Regions from separate parts of the Mus musculus genome. Here region 1 is linked to region 2. Evidence: chromatin contacts called from public promoter capture Hi-C data. All regions are on one chromosome and are shown on one strand. Each heading gives the region's core, a stretch centred on a gene start, on an enhancer-like site or on the middle of the called end of the contact. The rest is flanking DNA. Distances are from core to core; before and after follow the strand shown. Region 1 holds the start of Abca6 (ATP-binding cassette, sub-family A (ABC1), member 6). Region 2 holds the start of Amz2 (archaelysin family metallopeptidase 2).

The links. Promoter capture Hi-C pulls out the DNA fragments that hold promoters and counts their contacts.
Region 1: a promoter capture Hi-C map of hippocampal neurons shows a contact between it and region 2, with 4 times the contacts expected there. The contact joins the promoter of Abca6 here to the promoter of Amz2 in region 2. A contact is called at or near these places in 1 of 39 promoter capture datasets (hippocampal neurons) and 1 of 115 datasets of contacts at active chromatin or transcription factors (stem cell-derived neural progenitor cells).

Annotation. Positions count from the first base shown.
Region 1 is chr11:110,247,598-110,253,903 of GRCm38.p6, reverse strand. It overlaps Abca6 (ATP-binding cassette, sub-family A (ABC1), member 6), which reads left to right and starts at 2,128. Exons shown (of 39, transcript NM_147218.2): 1 at 2,128-2,332; 2 at 3,400-3,506; 3 at 5,354-5,558. The coding sequence starts at 3,411.
Region 2 is chr11:109,423,078-109,429,070 of GRCm38.p6, reverse strand. It overlaps Amz2 (archaelysin family metallopeptidase 2), which reads right to left and starts at 3,125. Exons shown (of 9, transcript NM_025275.4): 1 at 3,041-3,125; 2 at 2,496-2,585; 3 at 1,974-2,101; 4 at 1-269. The coding sequence starts at 1,985.

The sequences.
Region 1 (6,306 bases), core at 879-3,378, 830 kb before region 2:
ATTTTAAATTCTCTTTTTGGTTTTAGAACCTACTGGGTATACCCTCACTCTTCACTTAGTTTTCCAATTGTTTATTACTTTTTAGTATCCTTTATTCTTTTTTGTTTGTTTGTTTTGTTTTGTTTTGTTTTGTTTTGTTTTTGTTTTTGTTTTTTGTTTTGTTTTTGTTTTTTGGTTTTTGTTTTTTGAGACAGGGTTTCTCTGTATAACCCTGGCTGTCCTGGAACTCACTTTGTAGACCAGGCTGGCCTCGAACCCAGAAATCTGCCTGCCTCTGCCTCCCAAGTGCTGGGATTAAAGGCGTGCGCCACCACCCTTTATTCATTATTTTTAAGTTTAGTTATACATCTCAATTTCTAACTTGGAATATATTTTTCCCAATATTTCCAGGTCCTAGCTGGAGGCTGCGTCTGTCTTCCTCATCATGTTAGGTCGCTATTTGTAGGATTATCTTTACATTCAAAGTTAAAAATAGTGTCACCACAATAAATGAGGCATATTAAAGAGAACAGCCTAGCTCCAATTCAGTGAGAGACACTATCTCAAATAAATATGAGAAAAATAGGCCAATAAAACACATACATAAAACAGCGAGAAAGCAGTAAATATATTTAAGAAATTGATGTTATTAAAGCTGTGAGTTTTAATAAAATTTTAAGAAAAGCAGAATAAAAAAAGATTTGCCTCTGACTCTTTTGCCCACCCTTGGGACCCTTCTCCTCCTGTTGGCTCGACTCATCCAGCCTTGATATGAATGCATGCGCTGAGCCTATGAGTGCATGCGCCTAGACTTACTGAACTTTTATGGCCTATTTGATTGCTATCCCTGGGAGGCCTGCTCCTTTCTGAAGGGAAATGGAGGAGGACTAGAACTTGGGAAGAGGGGAGATGTGGGGGAGGGACTGGAAGGAGTGGAAGTAGAGGAAACTGGGGTTAGGATGTAATTTATGAGCGCAAAACAGACAAACAAGAAATTAAAAAAAAAACCCTAGCAATTAAATGCACAATATAAAACTTCTAAGAAAGAACTTTTCATTAAGCATTAGCTACCAAAAAATAGAATATAAAGAATCAAACAACTATGGCAATAAAATTAATAGAAATCTGAATTATATTCTAGGCTACTTCAAAAGATTCGTTCTACTATCGAAACAAATTTTTTAAGTGTTGTGACATTTTCCCCCTACAGTCCTGAGGCCTTTAGAATACCCTTGTTAACATGTTTGTTTTGACAGTTTTCAAGATAAAAGGCACGCTATTTCACTTGTGTCTACTTTTAAAAGTAGAATTAACTGCCAAGTATATTATCATGGCTGGAACTGTTACTGTCTTAAACTTGTCCCCTATACTCTGGAACATCTCTCTGATTTAGATTTAGTAACACATGTGGATAAAAGAGTCCTGACAAATATTTGAGATTTCTCAACTCCTGGACTTCGCTTTTTCTGTTTTGACATTTGCTGTGGCGGGTCAAAAGTTTTCAGTGCCTTTCAGATACACTGTGCAGCAAGGACAGAATGGAGTTCAGGTAGGCTAGTATTAGTGCATAAAAATTGGAAATCTTTTATGTATTTTAGTCACAAGATAAATCTATTTTATTAATGTACTTAACCCATAAAATCCCACACAGCTGTGACCAGAGTAGGAGAAACATGTTTTAAAATAGTATTTCATTTGTCTACCGTCAGACTATCTCCAAGGCAGAGATAGGGATTGCTTTACCTTTAAAGGAAAAAATAGAAAAGAAGAGAAACTCCCAGCTTCAGCAACTTTTCCCAGTTAGTGTGAGTTTGCCAAATTGAAAACTGACGTCTATGTTTAGCTATGCAGAGTGAGAAATCATGAAAACTTGTATTTCTCATACAAGTCCTTAGATAACATTTTTATTCTAGGGTTTTTGTTGTTGTTGTTGGGTTGGTTTTTTTTTTTTTTTGTTTTTGTTTTTGTTTTGTTTTATTTTGATTTTTTGTCTTCTTTCCAATCTTGATCTCATCATATCTGAAGGGCTTGAGCAAGTTTTCCTTATCTGCTTTATTTTTTCCGGAGTTGAAAGGGGGTGAATGAACAGACACAGGGTTTGTTTTATTCTCAACCAATCACAGAACAGGGTTTTCCCAGGAGAGAGAGAGAGAGAGAGAGGACACAGAAAACAAAACAGATTCATCATGTGCAGCCTGGAGTGACCACATCCCCTTTCGGAAAGCAGTGTGCAAAGGAACCGCGGAGAGCAGCCACCTACTTAAGAAATGTTTACGGAAGGAGAGAAAGTGCTCAAAGGGATGCACTAGGAAAAGAAGCCTGCCTGTTCCGGGAGTGCGAATATTCCTCAGTAGTGAGTGAAGCTTACTGCTGTTTTTGTGCTCTGCCGAATAAATGGGTGGATATTGCCAAGTTCAATCTGTTATTCAGATGGTTTGTAGACACTTAAGTATCTTAAAGTGATTTAAGAGCTAATTTTTATTTCCCCCGCCCCAACCGAATTTTATTTCGAAAATACAGCTGTAGATTCTAGCTTGCTTCCATTGTAGCCAAGGAAAGAACTGTATTGCATTTTGTCATGTAAATTTAGGAAAGATTAAATTGAAAGATCATGAAAACTAAAATGGGTTTTAAAATTTGTTTATTTGAAAAATTGCTGGGTAAAACTATGTTCTCTCTCTTCTTTTTCTTTCTTTCTTTTTTCCTTCCTTCCTTCCTTCCTTCCTTCCTTCCTTCCTTCCTTCCTTCCTTCCTTCCTAACTTATTTTGAACTTTGCTTTCTGCATTTTGAGTGTCATTTCTATTTACAAAGTTGAGAGAAGCCTTATTCTTCTGGTGAGTCAGAATCAAGTAATTTCGAGTATTGATTATTATTTTAAAGCTCAGTTCTTCTGGTAAGAGTTATTCAGTTAAATTTTTATTATATTTAAATCTGAAGATAAGTATTATGAACATATTTCACTGGGATTGTATCCGATGAATTTATCATTCAGGCGAGTTTAAGCAATCAAAATTTTGTTGTTGATTTGTTTAGTTTTTTTTTTTTCCTAAAATGCAAGGAACAAAAATGAGTGTTGATGGGGTGAAACCAAGAGATTACTTTATTCACATCATTGAATTCTGATCTAAAATATTATTATATGTGTTCTGCACCCTAATGGCGTCCCCCCCCCCCATTGGAATGTTCTGTTTTATTGTAGAAGTGTGATGATAACCACGCCCTATCATCACCGTCACCCGTCCCTCCACATAGCTTAAAGAGAATGCATTTGAGGTAAATTTAGTCTTAAATCGTTGCATTAATATTTTACATTGCATTATAGTTCTTAAGTGTGGTAAATATTTGAGTCAGAAATAGAGTCAAGGTTTTTCCAACTCCGCTTCTGGTTTTGGTTTATTGTTTGTTTGCTTAATGAGCAGGTGAGGCAAGTATGAAGGAGCTAAGTGTGCACGTGCGCCAGCAGACCCGCGCCCTTCTGCACAAGATTCTGCTCAAGAAATGGCGGAGGAAGAGAGAGAGCTTATTGGTAGGTGCAGACATTCCACCCTCTCCTCAGCCTCCTTTCCCCACCTGAGTTTCAAATAATATTTCAAAGATTACAGCTTAACCAGCAGGCTATAGTTATTACTTTTGAGGTAGGTACTTCTATCTATGTTTGTTTGATTGAGAAACTCATAACGGTCTGTGACCAATACCATAGAACTTAGTAATATATATATATATATATATATATATATATATATAATTTTTTAAAGGGATAAAGGAAAAATTAAATTGTATGGTAAAATTGCAGCAAAGGTTAAGCCATCCCATACTCTACAGTGGGATACAAAGTTAGTAAGTATAAATTGAGAAAATTTTAATATTATCGTTTTATATCCAAAACTATTGATTTTCTACGTAAAGGTTGTTTCCAAGGATATAAAAGAGTAACGTACTAAGCCAATGCTTTGAGAAGTGGCGAACAGTACAAACTTCAGTGGCTTCCCTGTGACAGATGTTCAGTTCTTATAATTTTTAGTACAGTCAGTATAGAAGAGAAGCAAGCCGGTGAGAGAAAGACTATTTCCCTTTATCCAGGGATCTAGGTTTCCTCATCTGGGAATCTGCCATCTCCTCTGGTCCTGGTAGCCGCCGCTGGATTACTCATAAGGCAAGGAGGGAGAATTGAGGCAGAGAGTATAGTAGGTTGGGTCTGCACACAGGCCTGGGGGTGGCGTGTACTGTGTCTGCCCATTTTCCATAGGAAAAAAAACTCAGTCTTCTATTCCCATTGTATCTAAGAGTATGCTCTAGTCAAAACCTACAGGTTTCAAGTCATTTATACTATATGAACTTAAAGTGGTCACTTAAAAAAATGAACATAGTGTCAATATTTAAAAGTGAATTCCAAAGATGAGGACGTAAGTGATTTGTTCAAATAAAGTCTGGCATTGTTAAGTTGAAATGTTTATTAATGTAAAAATTCAACGGAATCTTCTCTTTATACATTGTCTTGAGAGTGCTTTGTGGTAACTGTTTGCTTCATATTTTTCTGGTATGTTTGTCAGATGAGGGAGAGGTGTTCTTGGGCCTAAAAGAAGTGTGTTCTAGCAACATATCAAGAAGAAATTATTGCTATGCTTGATTTACTGGAGAGTATCTCCCATGCAGTTTCTACTAATTTCGTTTCTCTCTCTCTTTTCCTCTCTCTCTTCCTCTCTTTCTTCCTCCCTTCCTTCCTTCCTTCCTTCCTTCCTTCCTTCCTTTTTTCTTTCTTTCTCTTCCTTCCTTCCTTCCTTCCTTCCTCTCCTCTTCCTCTCTTCCTCTTTTTCTCTCTTTCTTTCTTCCTTTAAGACAGAGTTTCACTGTATAACAGAGCCCTGGCTGGTCTGGACTTGCTTTGTAGAGCAGACTGGCCTCAAACTCACAAGCACTTCATCTGACTATGTCTCCCTAGTGCTGCTGAGATTAAAGGCATGCACCACCATGCCCAGCCTGAATTTCCTTTTGTTCCTAATAAGAATATGATAACTACCCAGAAACATTGTGATTTGCCAGCATGAATTCTATGTGGAACATTTGTGCCTTATGTCTAGAATTGGCTTTCTGGGCGATCGAGATTTTCACACTATTAAGTATACCATTAAGTTTCCAGATGACTAAGGAAGTCGTTCGTGACTTAACAAAAACTTTAGATCAGAGAGCGATGCAGGCGACTGCTACCTCAGTGTACATCCTTTACTGAGTTTTCTTCTCCCTGAAGATGAACAGCAATGAGAAACCAATTACATGGAAAATTTGAACTTGTCTCCAAAGTTCTTTAGCATTGACCAATTTGAAGGGAAACAAATCTAGGCTCATCGTTTCCTCTTTGAAAAAACTGTTTTATAGGAATGGAGCATACCAATTATTATAGGACTGCATATGGGTCTGTTTTCCTACTTGGCAAGAAATATTCAGGTCCTCGAAGTCCCTCCTCAGGATCTTGGAAGTCTAAATGAATTTAATGGATCTTCTCTAGTAGTTGTATATACACCGATCTCTAACATAACCCAGCAGATAATGAACAAAACAACATTTGCTCCAACTATGAAAGGTAAATATACTATTGAGAAAAAACAATTAGTCTCATTGGTTTATAGTGTTTAAAATATATGCACGTATTAGTTTGAAGTTCCAGTTAAACATACATCTAATAAATTCGAGTATCAAGATACCATATAATCTACGTAGGCTTTTATTTTTCTTTTACAAGATCTTAATCTTTTTCAGCCTAATGGGGGTCCAATTTATGGAAGCCTGTGTTTGTCTTGGAGCATAACAAAGCAAGAAACTTACAAATTTTCAAAACAGCAACTCGGAGAAATGTAGCTCCTATGAATCTGTATGCTTTTAGCATGAATATGCAACGATCAATATTTATAATTTGCTAAAAATCTAAGTACTTAGATGATGGCTATTTAACAATAAGTTCATAAGTATGAATACCAGTTATGTATAATCTGAAGGTGATATTCTCTCCTATATATAGTATTGAATGCAAAGCCTTTAAAGCTTGTGGTTTTCAGTTGGGCCCATTTTGTGATGAAGACAAAGAAAACATGTATTTCATTTATGAGCAACCTGGGTATAGTCTGACTATTTATTCTTTAATATTAAATTCCTAACTAATTAAATCTATGGTTGTTGTAAAGTCTGTTTGTTTCCTTTGTTTCTGCATAAGACTGCAGTCATGTAAGTTGTTTTTGCTTCAGACTAAATTCTTTAATCATCAGAGATCGGTTACTCTTATACTCAAGAGGCATGATTTCACTATCTGTAACTTGTCTGATTAAAATATGTAG
Region 2 (5,993 bases), core at 1,876-4,375:
TAGATTATATGTTTCTTTGGACAGGGTGCCTTTCTGTAGCGGTCAGAGAAAAACTGCTCAAAGTCTTGGGGAGCCTCGGGGTGGGAGGAGATCCAGTCTGACTGGGAGTGCACAGTAATGGGCTCAAACAGGTTACTGCGTGGCTGGAAGGCTTCATTCATTAACCGTTGCTCCCCAGCATCTAACTTCTCATACTGTGACACAAGCACTGGGTTCTTTGAGAGGAGAGCTGTTTTCAGTGTGTGCTCGGAGTGCCGTAGTACCTGCATCTGCCGAGAAAGAAGGGAAAAAGAAAAGGAGAAAAAAAACACGAGAAGACAGATAGATATAAATGCCATCCATCTATACTGAAGACTACCCGTCCCTCAAACCCATTTCTACTTTCTCTCAAGAATAAATGACCAGTTGCTAATGTCTTCAAATGCCACACTTAAGAATGGTTTCCCAGAGTTGGGCAGTGGTGGCGCAGGCCTTAAATCCCAGCACTTGGGGAGCAGAGGCAGTCGGATTTCTGAGTTCGAGGCCAGCCTGGTCTACAAAGTGAGTTCTAGGACAGCCGGGGCTATACAGAGAAACCGTCTCAAAAAACAAAAACAAACAAACAAACAAACAAACAAAAATTGTGAAGCAGGGTGGTGGTGAGAGGTAGAGGCAGGCAGATCTCTGGGTCTGAAGCTAGCCTGATCTACAAAACTATTTCCAGAACACCGAGGACTACCCAGAGAAATCCTGTCTCAAAAACCAAACAAACAAACAAAATGACTATAGTTGTGCTTTACTTCAGATTTCAGTGAAATTTCAGATTAGTAATTGTGAAAATGGCTACATTTACACAGTATGTTTATTTTTATAAAACACAGCTAAGTGAAAGAAAAATAAATTCACTCGTATATTTTGGTGTTTATATTACTGTGAAAATTGTATTGATGTATTTATTTTCGACAAAAAAGTAAGGATTCATAGTATCCTGTAATCTTGTTACAATTTAATTCTATGCCAATACACGTATTTCTACAAGCATATGTATTTTAGAATCCACATGTAATTAATTCTAAGTGGAAGAATTCTGATTGACTTAATTAAAAAGGTTGTTTTTAATTTTAATTTTTCTTTCATTCTCTTTCTTTCTTACTTTTTTTTTTCTTATTTCCTCTGTGTAATAATGCTTGCTGTCAGCCGGGTGTGGTGGCACACGCCTTTAATCCCAGCACCTGGGAGGCAGAGGCAGGCGGATTTCTGAGTTCGAGGCCAGGCTGATCTACAAAGTGAGTTCCAGGACAGCCAGGGATACACAGAGAAACCCTGTCTCAAAAAAAAAAAAAAAAAAAAAAAAAAAAAAAAATCCAAAATAAATAAATAAATAAAAAAGAATGTTTTCTCCGCGTCCAATCAGTTTATTGGGGGAAAGTAACGAAAGAATTAAAAGGAAAACCATTCATTCAGACCATTCTTGTATCTCCCACTGAGCCTGCTGTTCCCATCCTAGTAACTACTGTCAAGTTGGGCATAGTGCCGACACCTGTAAACCAATACTCAGGAGACAGAGGCAGGAGATTGAAAGTTGACACTCAGCCTGAGTTATATAGCAACATTGTCTCAAAAACAGTAACTAACAGCTCCTTTTTTTGGTTTTTCAAGACAGGGTTTCTCTGTATAGCCCTGGCTGTCCTGGAGCTCACTCTGTAGACCAGGCTGGTCTTGAACTCAGAAATCCGCCTGCCTCTGCCTCCCAAGTGCTGGGATTAAACGTGTGCACCACCACTGCCTGGCTAGCGGTGACTCTTAAATCCTACTGATGCCCAACGTCCTCTGTCATTTGAAAACAATCATAATATTTTGAGCTGACTCACTTTGTCCACAGGATCAACGGCATCCCTTCCAGTGTCACTCAAAGATATTCAATAAGGAAAAGAGTAATGGTTCTGTTATTTAACTGCAGGTTGGCAAGATCCATCTCAGCCCCTTACGCTTACCTTGTCAGCCATAAGACACGGGGGTAGATCTAAGATGACCAATGAGACGCCATACTCATGGTGACAGGACTTTCCCCATTCCTATCAAGTCCCTACGTGGCACGTTCATCCTTCATACCAAGCAGACGCTTTTTGAGTGAGAAAAGAAAAAAAAGATGAATGTTTCTGTCCATTTAGTTTGTGTTTTCTAATTGAGGGCCTTTTCCATTTTTGTTTGTTTGGTTGGTTGGCTGGTTTTTTGTTCTGCTTTGTTTTGGGGGTGGGTTGGGGGGTGGGACAGGGTTTCTCTGTATTTCTCAGTTTATTAACGACTGATTTTGAAATTTAAGCTAACTGCTGTGCTCAGTGAACTTCTGAATTCTGGAGCTCAAGAGGGTGACACTGACTAGAAAGGATCCTAGAGACTACGCTGAGTGTAGCTCATCTCGGTACTGCACATCTGGGCTGAGATTTTATTTTTACAGGATGAAATTTAAAAAGAAAAAAAAAATAAATCACCATGGCCCCATTCAGTCTACCTACCTTTATAAAGGAGAAATCTCCAGCTGCTGTTTTTCCATTTATGTTTTTCTAAGGACAATGCATGTCTGGCAAAGGGGTGTGGCCTTCACCCTAATAAAAGAGACAGAGTGGAAAGTCAGAAGGCCTCCACATCCTAGTCCAACGTGGATGGTGTCGCTGAAGAAGTGTGCAGGGAGCCATCGTACAGTCACTGCAGGGACCGGGGGCCTAAGATGCTTCGGTTCTATAACCGGAACATCTCCCGCCAAGTGGGTCTCGCCAGACGTGCTAGCTGGTTGCCCATAGCAACTTGCACGGCCGGTGCAGACGCCACCCAGTCTCTGCTTGAGTCAAAAGTGGGGGGCCTCCCCGGAACTCAGAGTTCGCGTCTTCTACCCAGGGAGCAACCGGAAAGGCCCGCGTTGTTCCCAAGAGACATCCTGCCCCCGAGGTCCCCTCTGCTTCCGCCGCAGCCATCCCTCCCACCACATCCGCTCCTCCCCAACGATCAACACCTTCCTCCTCCTCCCCTGCCCAGCCCTGACGGTTCCTCATACCACCCTCACCCGGACAGGCCTCTAGGCCGCCCTCAAGCTGCCACGGTGGTCCTAGCACGCATGCGCCTCGCGCGGACGCACCTCACCCTTTCACGCATGCCCCGCCCACACCGCCCACTAGCAAGACCCGTCTTCCCGCCCCTCAATCGTCGCCCCGCCTCCTATCTGCGCTCTTCCCTCCTAAGGCTCCTCCTCCAAACACTGAGCCCGCCCCACTCCTCCAGAAAGGCCCCGCCCATGTGCTGTAACCCCGCCCCGAAGGCGTGACCTCTGTCCATTTCACAACACTCACGCTGTGTGTGGTTGACTAAAGTAGTAAGGGGGCGATGTAGTGTCGGACAGTCCCCAGTCGTCGCTGTTTCGCGTCGGCCCTCACGGGGGCGCCGCGACCCGCTCCTCGCGGGCGGTGCAGGGTCACGGAACCACCTGCCGTGGGCTGAGCCTGAGTAATTTAACCACTGGGTCCAAATAAGTCAGCCGTGTCCGCGGCTTGACACATCACCCGCTTGGACTTTCCCTTCTTAGTCGGTTTGCCCGACTGTCGCGGCCTCACCGCTGTCAGGAAGCAGGGCTGCATCCTAGGGCGTGGGGCATAGGGTTGCCTTTGGTACTTGGGGAACTAAGAGCTTAGAGCTCGGACCCCCAGGAGACTCTGGAAGGGGAAACCCCAGGGCCAGATCTCCTGATCCCCGCCCCCAGCATATACCTATTCAATCCTTTTGCATCTCTGGGCGCTTCTGGCCCCAGGAAGGTCAAACAAGGGGATGATGCCACTATTTTATCAACATCCTCTCATCCTTGGAAGTTAAAGACTGCATACCCCACATGTCTGTACCCTTCTTCCTACCCAACCCCCAAACTTTTTGCTCTCTTCTTGCCTTGTGCACACTGCTCTAATTATCCTTGCCCAGTTATTATAACAAGGCTCATATATGTTGTCCTTACTGCCCTTACCAAGTTGACAAAAGTGGCTTATTTGGGGAGGGTCTCCTGTCAAGGCTGGCCTTGAACTCACTATGTAGCAGAGAATGTTCCTGTGTCTGACTTCTGAGCACTGTATACACACATACAGAGAGAGACACATACATGTATATTCTTTCAAATTTTCATACTTCGGTTATATTTCCCCAGGACCCCCTCTGATCCTCTTTCTCCTCCCATGAGGTCACTCCCCAACAACCTGACCATTTTTTTCTCCCGGGACATTTTTAATCAGCTGTAGACATGATGCCCCTTTAGTGTAAATACTCCAGAGCATGCTTCTAAACAAGCAATTTTTTCTAAGTAGTCACAGGACACCTACACTGGGAATTCCTACCAATCACTCTGATTGCAGTCTAACACCACAAGGTTCCTGCTTTCCATTTTTCTGTGTGCACTCCCTTCCATACTAATGAAAAGTCTGTCTCCCACTATTCATAATTTACTTCTGCATTTAACTGCTCTGTGGTACAATATGCACTGAGGGTAATTTCAGAATAACTAATCCATATCATTGCAGACAAATAGTCCTGCCAATAATCAGAAATTATTCATGGTCCCGTGTAGCCAGAGGATGCACAGTAGGCTTTGCAGTTTACATCATCTAGGTGAATTCTTCCCTACTCAGTCCAGCACCACATCTGACCTGAAACTTACTAGATAGCCTAGGCTGGCCACAGATTCACAACTATCTCCTGCCTCAGCCTCTGGGGTGGTAGGATCACAAGTATGCATAATCACACCCATTGTTAAATGTGTCACTCTTTTCTCTTTCTTTCTTTCTTTCTTTCTTTCTTTCTTTCTTTCTTTCTTTCTTTCTTTCTTTCATCACATAACATGGCAGATGCGTGGTGCATACTTTTAAACCCAGCACCATGGGAGGCAGAGTCAGTTAGAGATAGGCTTTATAATCTCCTTTGAAACACACCTCCCTGCAGACCTGTAAGGGAGTTTCTTGATTAGGTTAAGTGAGGTAGAAAGACCGAACTTAAATGTTTGTGGCACCATCACGTGGTCAGGGGGCCTGGACTGAAGGCAAACACCCAGAGAGTCATAGCTCTCTGGGTCTAGACTGTGGACACAATGTAACTAGCTGCCTCTGGCTTAAGCTGCCATGCCTCTCCCACAGTAATATAGATTGAGTCCTCTGAAACTATAAGCTAAAATGGGCTTCTCCTTAAGTTTCCACTCCTCAGTCATTTGGTCACAGCAGTGAGAGAGGTGACTAGCACAGGAGGAGACTAGATGACGACCAGTGTGGCCCCCCATGAATTGGATTGGTGGCACTATGAGACTTCAGACCACAGCATATTACTTAAGAACCGAACAGTAGAGTTGACAGACAGCACCTACTAGCACGCTGATCTTGAGTTCCACAACTCCCAGAACTGTGAGAAATGAATTTCTGTTGTTCTTATAGGCATCTGGAGAGGTGTGTCAGTCTGTTAAGATGTCATATGGAGGTAGAAAAGGCTAGTGAAGGACTCATGTGTGTGCAGGGTTATGGACTAAGCCCTGGTTCTCAGAGGCAAACTGGCAGAGGGCCAGCTCATCTCCTGAGAGGAAGCCCCAGAGTGTGAATGTGGGAATGGCTTCCCTGAGGCCATACTGGGTTTCCCAGAAAAGGGCAATGTCCCAACTGTGCTCTAAAAACGGTAGGCAGTTAACAGCCTGAGAACTCCACAAATGTGGACAAAGTCTGAATTTTCTTTCTGTTTTTAAATTTTAGAGTATTTATTTGTGTGTGGGGTGTGTGTGTGTGTATGTGTTGAGCTTGCACATTCTCATACACATGCCACAACAGACAAATGAAGGTAAGAGAGAACTTCAGGTCTCTTTCCATCATGTACGCTCTGGGATCAAACTCAGGTCCTCAGCCCTATCTGGCATCAAGTGCCCTTACCCATCCAGCTATCACGGCCCTCCCCCTTTTTCATGTCTTGCTATTGATCAGGTCTCACTTTGTAGCTCAGGCTGGTCT